2 separate regions of the Arachis hypogaea genome follow, and region 1 is linked to region 2. The links are chromatin contacts, called in public Hi-C maps. All regions are on one chromosome and are shown on one strand. The core of a region is the stretch at or near the end of the contact, and the rest is flanking DNA. Distances in the headings are between cores, read along the strand shown.

Region 1 (5,676 bases), core at 2,699-5,198, 370 kb after region 2:
ACAAACAGCCCCCACGGGTGGGAAGGTTCACAAACTACACGCTACTCACGGTGCCCATAGTGGAAGTTTACCAGCAAATTGCTGACAAGGGAATTCTGTCCAGGCCCAGGCCATTGAAAGAGAGAACGGTTGGTAACAAAAGCCTATATTGTGATTATCACAAAGGTTTTGGCCACAAAACACAAGACTTTTTTTTACCTCAAAGACGCCTTGGAGCAGGCCATCCGAGAGGGGAAATTGAGCGAATTCTCCCGACTTATTCGAGAACCGAGAAGACAAGAACGGGAGCACTCAGAAGAATATCGAAGCCGGATTGTCAAGGCGAGACAAGAACCCACGGGGGCCACTGACAACCCCCCAACTTTTTTGGTCAACGTCGTAGTCAGACGTGATACCCCCCCCCCAAAATCTAAGTCAGCAGTAAAGAAAGATACCCAGATCCTCTCCATCTCAACGGGAGGTCCTACCACCCCAAACAGAGGACCCCCTATGATATCCTTTGGCCCAGAAGACCAATGGTTCCACGACCTCCATGAGAACCCTCCGATGGTGATCACGGGAATGATTGGGACCAGGCTGGTCAGACGAATCCTCGTCGACATTGGAGATGATTCCAATATTCTATTCAGAAACGTGTTTGACGCCATGGGACTTAGGGAATCCAACCTCAAGACTCACCAACACGGTGTCATGGGGATAGGTGATAATTACATCAAACCTGACAGAACGATCTCACTCCCAATCTGCTTATGAGCTGGTGACGCTAGGAGGTTGGTAATGGCGGACTTCGTAGTCCTCAGAGATTCCACGGCCTACAACATCATTTTAGGAAGAAAAACGATCAACAAATTCTCAACTGTGATATGCACCAAATTTTTAACAATGAGGTTTGTGACAGACAAAGGAATGGTCGGCTCCATTAGGGGAGACTTAGAAGCGGCGATTGCAAGCGACAACGCCAATCTCTCCCTAAGAAAGGAGTCCAAGAAGGTGGCCAGCGTGTTCTTGGCCAACCTAGATGTAAGAATGGAAGACAAGCCGAGGCCAGAACCAGAAGGGGACATGAAAAAGTTTCAGATAGGAAAGTCGGCAGAGCAGTTTAACTTCGTAAACAAGAATTTACCCCATGAACTCAAAGGACCACTTATGGAGATTATAAGAGCAAATGGCGACCTCTTCGCATGGATGCCGTCGGACATGCCGGGCTTGGATCCCGAGGTCATGTCTCACCGGCTAGCTGTCAAGCCAGAAGCAAAGCCAGTAGCGCCGTGGCGAAGAAAGATGTCCCAAGAAAGGGCCAATGAGGTCGTTGATAAACCACTATTTTATGGTTTATATTGTAGTTAATTGAGTGATTTTATCAAGCTTTTCACCCACTTATTCATAGGATTTGCATGATTTTACAATTCCTTCCTAGTTTAGTTCTATGATTGAAAACATGCTTCTTTGGTCTTAATTTAGCTAATCTTAATCCTCTCTTATTACCATTCGATGCCTTGATCTGTGTGTTAAGCGTTTCAGGCTTCATAGGGCAGGAATGGCTTAGAGAATAAAGAGGAAGCGTGCAAAAATGGAAGGAACACAAGGAATTGAGGACATGACCAGCGAGAAGTCACGCGGTCGCATGGCTCACGCGACTGCACAAAATGGAAGAAATCAGAGTGACGCGTTCGCGTGCCTGACGCGACCGCGCGGATTGGATGCTGCACGAACGACACGAAAGCGTGGACGACGTGCTTGCGTGGTACGAGAAATGCTAAGTGACGCGAACGCGTGGACGACGTGGACCCATGACGTGCGCGATCTGCAGAATTGCAAAAGTCGCTGGCAGAGATTCTGGGCCACATTTCAACCCAGTTTTTGGCCTAGAAACACAGATTAAAGTCAGGGAACTTGCAGAGACTCACCAGGCTTTCATAATTCATAATTTTAGTTTTAGATGTAGTTTTTAGAGAGAGAGGTTCTCTCCTCTCTCTTAAGATTAGGATTAGGATTAGAATTTATTTTAGGATTAGGATTTCTTTTCACTTCAGGATTATTTCATCTTCATATTAGGTTCAATGTTCCTTTTATTTATTTCCTCAATTTAGTTTATGGATTTCTATGTTCAACTCAACTTCTTTATTTGGCTACAACTGCCCATGTTACATTTAATATCTTTATTAATTCATGATTTTGAGGTATTTCAGATCTAAGATTCTTATTTAGCTTTTTATATTATTGGTTTTAATTGATTAACTGGAAGCTCTTGAGTTATCAACTATTCATGATTGATTGTTATGTTGGCTAATTAACTGGAATTCCACTAACTCTAGCCTTCCCTTAGGAGTTGGCTAGGACTTGGAAAATCTAACCAATTGGTTCACTGGACTTTCCCTTGCTTACGCAAAGGTTAACTAAGTGGGATTAACTTCCATTCTTATAGGAGTAACTAGGATAGGACTTCCGAAATTTTATATCTTGCCAAGAGCTTATTTTATAGTTATTTATTTATTTTAATTGTCATTTGAATTACTTGTCATACTTCTTCCTTATTTCCAGAACCCCCCAATTTTACCTTTTTCATAGCCAATAATAAGAACATACCTCCTTGCAATTCTTTGAGAAGATGACCCGAGGTTTAAATACTTCGGTTATCAATTTATTTAGGGGTTTGTTACTTGTGACAACCAAAACGTTTGTAAGAAAGGTTGATTGCTTGGTTTAGTAACTATACTTACAATGAGAGTTTACTATAACTTCTAAACCATCAATCTTCAGTTCTTCAGTCGCTAAGCAAACAGCCGGGCTTCTCAAAGCCGGTTTCATCAAAGAGCTCGAGTACTCAACATGGCTGTCCAACGTCGTACTAGTTAAAAAAGGTAGTGGCAAATGGAGAATGTGTGTCGACTATTCCGACCTGAACAAAGCATGCCCTAAAGACTCTTTTCCCCTCCCCAACATCGACACCCTGGTAGATTCCGCAGCAGGATATCGCTTCCTTAGCTTCATGGATGCATACTTTGGCTACAATCAGATCCCGATGCACCGACCTGATCAAGAGAAGACAATGTTCATAACACTAGGAGACACTTATTGCTATATAAGGTAATGCCATTCGGATTAAAAAACGCAGGGGCCACCTACCAAAGACTGATGAGCAAAGTCTTCCATGACCTTATCGGTAAGACGGTAGAGGTCTACGTCGACGACGTCCTGGTAAAAACGGTAGAACCAAGCAGCCTTATAGGCGACCTACAAACTGTCTTCAAAGCGCTAAGAAAATTCAACATGAGGCTCAATCCACCCAAGTGTGCATTCACCATGGAGGCCGGGAAATTCCCAGGCTTTATGATAACACAAAGGGGGCTAGAAGCTAACTCAGACAAATGTGAAGCCGTCCTCAAAATGACAAGCCTAAGATGCGTCAAAGACGTGCAGCGACTAACTGGGAAACGCATGGCTCTATCCCAGTTTCTCGGAGCCTCAGCTGAAAAGGCTTTCCCATTCTTTAATCTAATGAAGAAAGGAATCGCCTTCGAATGGACTTCGGCATGCGAAGAAGCGTTCAGCCCTTTCAAAAGGGTGCTCTCAGAGTCGCCTGTACTCAGCAAACCCAGAGAAAGAAAACCCCTCTACCTATACCTAGCAATAACCACACAAGCCATGATGGCAGTCCTTGTCTGAGAAGAAGACAAGACCCAGCGCCCAGTATACTTCGTCAGCAAAGTGCTCCAAGTAGTAGAGCTAAAGTACACCAAGCTGGAGAAATTAGCTTATGCCTTGCTAAGCTCGTCGAGAAGGCTCAAGCAATATTTCTAAGGACATAGGATCATCCTAAGAACTGACCAAGCGATTCGACAAGTCCTCCAAAAACCCGATCTCGCAGGGAGAATGATGGCATAGGCAGTAGAACTATCCCAATATGACTTGCAATACGAGCCCAGGCAGGTAATCAAGGCCCAGGCAATGGCGGACTTCCTAGTAGAGGTCACGGGGGAAGCACCCGACATATCGAACACACGGTGGAAACCCCATGTAGACGGAGCTTCCAACCAAGCGTTCGGAGGGGCCGGTATCATCTTGGAAAACTCGGTGGGAATAGCTTACGAACAGTCGATCAGGTTGGACTTCCCAGTCTCCAACAACCAGGCAGAGTACGAAGCGCTGATAGGAGGGCTAATTCTAGCCAAAGAGGCCGGAGCGTCCAGGATTGAAGTAAGCAGTGATTCCCAGATCGTCACATCCCAGATAAACGGCAGCTACCAGGCTAGGGATACACTACTACAAAAGTACCTAGAGAAGGTAAGAGAGTTATGCAAAATCTTCGATGAAGTCATAATCCAGTATGTCCCTAGAGAAAGGAACACCTGAGCAGACCTCCTCTCCAAGTTAGCAAGCACCAAGCCCGAAGCAGGAAATAGATCGCTAATTCAAGTGCTGGCAACTGAGCTAGCAGTCATTCTATGCATAACCCAAGCACTAAGCCCTCTCTCCTGGATGGACCCTATCCTCCGATATATGGAGAAACGCGAAACACCACAAAATGAGAAGGAAGCACAAGCCATCAAAAGAGAAGCTCCCAAGTATGTGATTATACAAGGGCAGTTGTACAAGCGGGGACTCCACCAACCTTTGCTCAAATGCCTACGCCCCGACCAAACGGACTACGTCTTAAGCGAAGTCCATGAGGGGTGTTGTGGTCACCATATTGGAGGAAGGTCGTTGGCAAGGAAGATCATCTGAGCAGGATATTACTGGCCCACCCTGATGTCGGACGCTCAGGAGTTCGTCAGAAAGTGCAGGAAATGCCAGGAAAATGCCAACTTCCACAAAGCCCCACTCAAAGAACTCAGCTCGATGATGGCACCCCAACCTTTCGCTCAATCGGGAGTCGACCTCTTGGGACCATTCCCACCCGGGCCAGGGCAAGTCAAATATTTGATAGTAGCCATAGACTACTACACCAAATGGGTGGAAGCAGAATCGCTAGCCAGCATAACCGCAGTAAACTGTCAAAAATTTTTGTGGAGGCAAGTCATCACTAAGTTCAGAATTCCAAAGTCTGTCATATCGGATAATGGGACACAATTCACCGACAAAAAGTTCAAAGAGTTCCTTTCAAGACTAGGAATCAAGCAAAGGTTCTCTTCCGTAGACCACCCTCAAAGCAACGGACAAGTGGAAGCAACTAACAAAATCATCTTGAAAGGGCTAAAGAAACGGCTTAAAGGGAAGAAGGGCTCATGGGCAGACGAGCTAGCCTCAGTCCTATGGCCTTACAGAACCTCCCCCCAATCGTCCATTGGCAAAACCACCTTCCGACTCACATATGGAGTCGATGCGGTCATCCCAGTCGAAATAGGGGAGTCGAGCCCGAGGTTACTTCTCGGAGGAGGAAGCAAAGTAGTTGAGAAAGACCTAGTTGACGAAATAAGACAGATGGCACATTTGACAGAGACAGCAATCAAACAAAGAATAGCTCTAAGATACAACAGTAAAGTGCTAAAGCTAAAGAGAAGCCTTGGGGAAGGCGACCTGGTCTTACGACGTAACGACATAGGACCACCAACCCCAGGAGAAGGCAAGTTGGGTGCGAATTGGGAAGGACCCTACAGGGTAAGAGAAGTCCTCGGCAAAGGCGCATACAAATTGGAAAAATTGGATGGGTAGAGAGAAGTGACCCGACGGCCTGGC
Region 2 (5,351 bases), core at 1,631-4,130:
CTAGGGGTCTTTTTCCCTATTTTTTGAATTCATATGTCATTTCGGGAGGCTGGCCATTTGGTCATGCCTAGACCTTGTTCTTATGTATTTTCAACGGTGGAGTTTCTACATACCATAGATTAAGGTGTGGAGCTCTGCTGTTCCTCGAGTATTAATGCAAAGTACTGCTGTTTTCTATTCAATTCATGCTTATTCGTATTCTAAGATATCCATTCGCACTCAAGAACATGATGAATGTGATGATTATGTGACACTCATCACCATTCTCACTTATGAATGCGTGATTGACAACCACTTCCGTTCTACATGAAAACAAGCTTGAATGTGTATCTCTTGGATTCCTAGTCCATGTATTTGATTGCCTCTCTTGACAACAGAGCCTTCAAGTCCTTGTGATCAGAGTCTTCGTGGTATAAGCTAGAATCAATTGGCAGCATTCTTGAGATCTAGAAAGTCTAAACCTTGTCTGTGGTATTCCGAGTAGGATTTGGGATGGGATGACTGTGACGAGCTTCAAACTCGCGACTGTAGGGCGTGGTGACAGACGCAAAAGGATAGTAAATCCTATTCCTAGACGATCGAGAACCGACAGATAATTAGCCCTACGTAACCCATAACTGGACCATTTTCACTGAGAGGATGGACGGTAGCCATTGACAACGGTGATCCCCCTACAAACAGCTTGCCATAGAAAGGAGTATGAAGGATTGGATGAAGGCAGTAAGAAAGCAGAGATTCAGAAGGAACAACGCATCTCCATACACTTATCTGAAATTCCCACCAATGATTTACATAAGTATCTCTATCTTTATTTTACGTTTTATTTATCTTTTAAATTATTAAAACTCCATAACCATTTGAATCCAGCTGACTGAGATTTACAAGGTGACCATAGCTTGCTTCAAGCCAACAATCTCCGTAGGATCGACCCTTACACACTAAGGTTTATTACTTGGACGACCTAGTGCACTTGCTGGTTAGTTGTGCGAAGTTGTAAAAAAGAGTGAATTATACAACTGTGCGTACCAAGTTGTTGGGGCCGTTGAGATCACAATTTCGTGCACCAAAAATCCACTGTAGTGAGCCGCCGACAACAAGTCTTGCCTCAAGCTCCCGTCATCCGGTATGCAAATTCTCCCCTTATATCTCAACAATCCTTCATCATCCTTAGTGAAATCCTCATGCCTCTTATCACCAACTAGTTGGAACAATTTCTAAAGCTTCCACTCATCTTGCTGAGCCCTCTGAATCTTCGTCTTAAACGTGCTTGAAATATGCAACTGGCTCAAACAAGTGCTTCCGGCAACCCCATAATGTCCAGCTTAAGATCCACAAACTTATCCACTAACTCCTCTTCCTTGATTCTCATCCAAGCAATTGTTAAATATCTCCGACTCAATGCGTCTATGATCACCTTCGCCTTTCCAAGGTGATAACTCATTTCAAAATTGTAGTTCTTAAGCAACTCCATCCCTCTTCTCTGACGCATATTAAGCTTCTTCTGATCAAAGATGTACTTGAGACTCTTATGATCAGAAAAAGATGCTAAATCTCACTCCGTACAAGTGGTGCCTCTAGATCTTCAATGCAAACACAATCGCCACTAATTCTAAGTCATAAGTTGGGTAGTCCATCTCATGCGGTCTCTGCTGACGCGATGCGTAAGTCACCACATTCCGGTGTTGCATCAACACACAACCTAAGCCCTTCAGGGAAGCATCACAGTATACTTCGAACGGTTCATGCGGCTCTGGCAAGACTAAAACAGGTGCTGAAGTTAACTTCCGTTTCAGAGTATGAAAAATTTCTTCACATTTTGACGTCCACACAAACGGCACTTCCTTTCTTGTCAACTTAGTCATCGGTAGTGCAATCCAGAAAAATCCTTCAATGAATCTCCGGTAATATCCGGCTAAACCCAAGAAGCTTCTGACTTCCGTCACCATTGTCGGTCTTTTCCATTCCATCACCATTTCCACTTTAGAAGGATCTACGGTTATTCCTCCTTTGCTCACCACGTGACCTAAGAACTTTACTCCTTCCTTCCAGAACTCACACGTCAACAATTTAGCGTACAACTTCCGCTGGTCACTCTGATCATCGTCATTAAGAATCCAAAAATTTTCCTTAAACCATATGCCGATTTTGTAATATTTGTCAAAACCTTTAAAACAATTTCAATCTAAACGAGTCCATTGTTAAAACCTTATCAAAAGAGTAAAAAACCGTTTATTTGTAAATCAAACATTTTAAAACATGGTTTTTTTTAAATTAAAATTTACAAGCCAAAATCATAAGTGAAAAAAATCTTAGGACTCACTTTTCCATTTTAAATCGTATCATTTGATCAAAAGTTTCGATCTTAGTTTCAAAACCAAATCATTCAAAAACAGTTCATTCTAGACAAGATCTTTGTTAAGTTTTCTGATAGGAGTAAAAATAGTTTACTTGGAAGTTGCCGACTTCAAATCATGATTTTCTTAAATTAAAACTTTTCAAATTGAATCCTTTTCGATAAGAGAAATTGGAAACCATTTTCACAATTGAATAAAATGAGAGAACTCACTGTTCGTTTAAACCATATCTCTTAAACCATGAGTTCCGACTAACTTTCAAAACCAAATCATTTAAGCCAAAGTTCCAAACCAGATTAGAAATCATTCTAAACCTTAAAACCGTAAAAATCATAGTTAAAAATTTGCAAAGGCGTCAGTCGGTACTTCCATTGCCACTAGAATTTTAAACCGCACCCATCATCCATACAGGAAATCGTCAAGACTTCTAGTCATACCTGTTAACCATTTCGGTATGTCCACTCTGATCGTTCATCATCCCAAGTCCAAAATCCTTGGCTACCGCCACTAGAATCCTTTTTCCCCATAGTTTACTCCTAACAAAACCCTAAGCTCTCATAACCTTAACGATGGTTTTACAAAAGATAGAACCAAACTATCCTTAGGTCCAGGCAATAGAATACTCAAGACATACGCTTACCTCTCATCGGAGGATCTGACCCCGTCACATTGATGATGTTTTCGTGGAAAAACAAATTTCCAACACACAAATCCAACCAGCAAGTGTACCGGGTCGCATCAAGTAGTAATAACTCACAAGAGTGAGGTCGATCCCACAGGGATTGATGGATCATGCAACTTTAGTGGGTGATTAGTTTAGTCAAGCTAACATTGAGTGAATTGTGTGAAGTGTAGCCAACAGAAAGTAAATGGCATAAATCTTAAAGATGCAGAAAGTAAATTGGCAAGTAACTTAAAGAGCAAGAAATATAAATTGCAAGAATCTTAAATGACAAGAAATGTAAATTGCATTAAATGTAAAGGGGAGTGGGTGCTGGAAATTAAAGGAAGCAATAGATCAAGCAACTGAAAATTTAAATTGCAGGAAGAATAAAAGGATTTTGGGAGCTGGGATTCAAGAAATCACATAAGAAATTGTAAATGGCAATCAAACAGAGAAGTAAAAGATGCAGTAACTTGCAACCGATCTCAAACAGAAAGCAGAATTGCTTGAAGAAGCAAACAGAAATTAAATTTAACTCAATTGGAAAATCAAAATGAAGATCTTAGGAAATCAAAGAGACTAGAAAACAAGTCTAGATCTCAATTCCTTCCTTGATCAAAGTAGAAAATAATCAGCAGAAGAGAAGTAAATCAAGCAGCAAGTGAAATGTAAATCCAATTCTCAATTATGCAGAAGAACAAAGCAGAGATGTTGCAAATGGAGAATGAAAAAAGAATTCCTTCCAATCTCCACCCAAGATTCAAAACAGAAATTAAAACTCAAAGAGAGAGCTATCTACTACTACTACTACTCCCTAATGGAGCAAGCCTTTTCTAATCCAGCCCTCTCTGAAATGAGAGTGATGCCTTTATATAGGCTTTTTACAAAATAAAAATAAAATGAAATTGAAATTAAAAACAAATTCACAAAAATGAAATTCCTAATCTAGCTTCTCTGTGTGCCTTTGAGTCATGTTGAGTGGGCTTTGCTTGCTTTGAATTTTAGGAGAAATGGGTTTGGTTGGCCTTGATTCAATTTGGAGAGAAATTGAATTTAATTGGAATTTTGGTTGGATTTTGGCCCATGAGTGTTTGCTCCCAGGAGGCTGCCCTGCTCTTGTGGAGAGCAGAGCAGGGAAGTTGTGTGAGGAAGCATGTTGCGTGCCAAGTGTGGGAGGGGCATCAGGGGATTGCCCTGCCCTTGTGGAGAGCGGGGCAGTGGCTTGTGGTATGTCTTGTGCTCGCACCAAGTTCCTTGACCGTGCCAAATTGTGCGTGCAACAAGTCCCTGGCCGTGTCATGATGCGCTTGTGTGCGCCAAGAAGTAGCGCCTAAGCCTTTACTTCCTTGAAGGTCTTGTATTCGAACCTTGGTGAAAGCATTTGGGGGAGCAATTTTCCTTGATTTTTCATGAAGAGAAGCACGACATTGCCCTGCTCTCCAAGAAGGCAGAGCAGAATAATGAGCGCTACTTTGCTTTGGAGTGAGGCTCCAGCTTCGAACCTTGGTGGAAGCATTTCGGTTTATTTTTGCTTATTTTTTGCCCTTAAAGATGCCTTTCACTCATACCTCAATTGTACACCAAATATGGATTGCCATATATCATTGGAAAGCTCTGAATGTCAGCTTTCCAACGCAACTAGAAGCACATCAATTGGACGTTTGTAGCTCAAGTTATAGCCCTTTGAAGTAGGCATGGTCATGCTGTGAACGCCCAGATTTTAACTTAGCAAAAATTTGCTTCCAACCTCACTTTGCATCACGATATTGCCCTTCTCTTGGCAAGGGCAGAGCAGTGTGCGCTGATTGCTTATTCTCCATTAATTTGGTCATGGGCCCCGCGTTTAAAAGTGTGGCCTAAGGCTCCAAAGTGTACCCCAACTTCAAAGTGTACCCCAAAGCTCTTTTTTTCTCCTTTTTGGCTTATTTTGTGCTTCTTTGCTTCTTTTTCTTTTTATTTCATACAAGATTTATAAAATTAAAATATCAAGAAAATATATCATTTAAGTACAAAAGCATTCAATATTTAAGCACAAATCATCAATTTCTTGTATGAAAAAACATAGAAAAATAGGTATATGATGACATGTCATCACAACACCAAACTTAAACCTTGCTTGTCCCCAAGCAAGAAAAGAATCATGCAATAAAGATTGACAATCCAAGGTAAGAAGAATAGCAACTCAATTTTCATGGTTAGCTAGTTTTCTATGCATGCTTCAATCACAAAAGAAATGTAAATGATTGATGCTTCTATCTAGCTCAATTTATGAAATCTTTTTCTTATAATTCTTCCTTGAAACAAGCTTTTGATTTGATTTTTTTTAGCTTCTC

Evidence for each region. A called contact is a pair of places that touch in the nucleus more often than the background predicts.
Region 1: a contact with region 2 is called in a Hi-C map of leaf, with 2.3 times the contacts expected there. The contact joins the promoter of LOC140174347 here to the promoter of LOC112701422 in region 2. A contact is called at or near these places in 5 of 8 Hi-C or Micro-C datasets (leaf and an unstated tissue).

Annotation. Positions count from the first base shown.
Region 1 is chr7:44,505,183-44,510,858 of arahy.Tifrunner.gnm2.J5K5, forward strand. It overlaps LOC140174347, which reads left to right and starts at 3,949. Exons shown (of 1, transcript XM_072198790.1): 1 at 3,949-4,353. The coding sequence starts at 3,949. The coding sequence ends at 4,353.
Region 2 is chr7:44,137,033-44,142,383 of arahy.Tifrunner.gnm2.J5K5, forward strand. It overlaps LOC112701422, which reads right to left and starts at 2,881. Exons shown (of 2, transcript XM_025752181.1): 1 at 2,800-2,881; 2 at 1,575-2,164. The coding sequence starts at 2,881. The coding sequence ends at 1,575.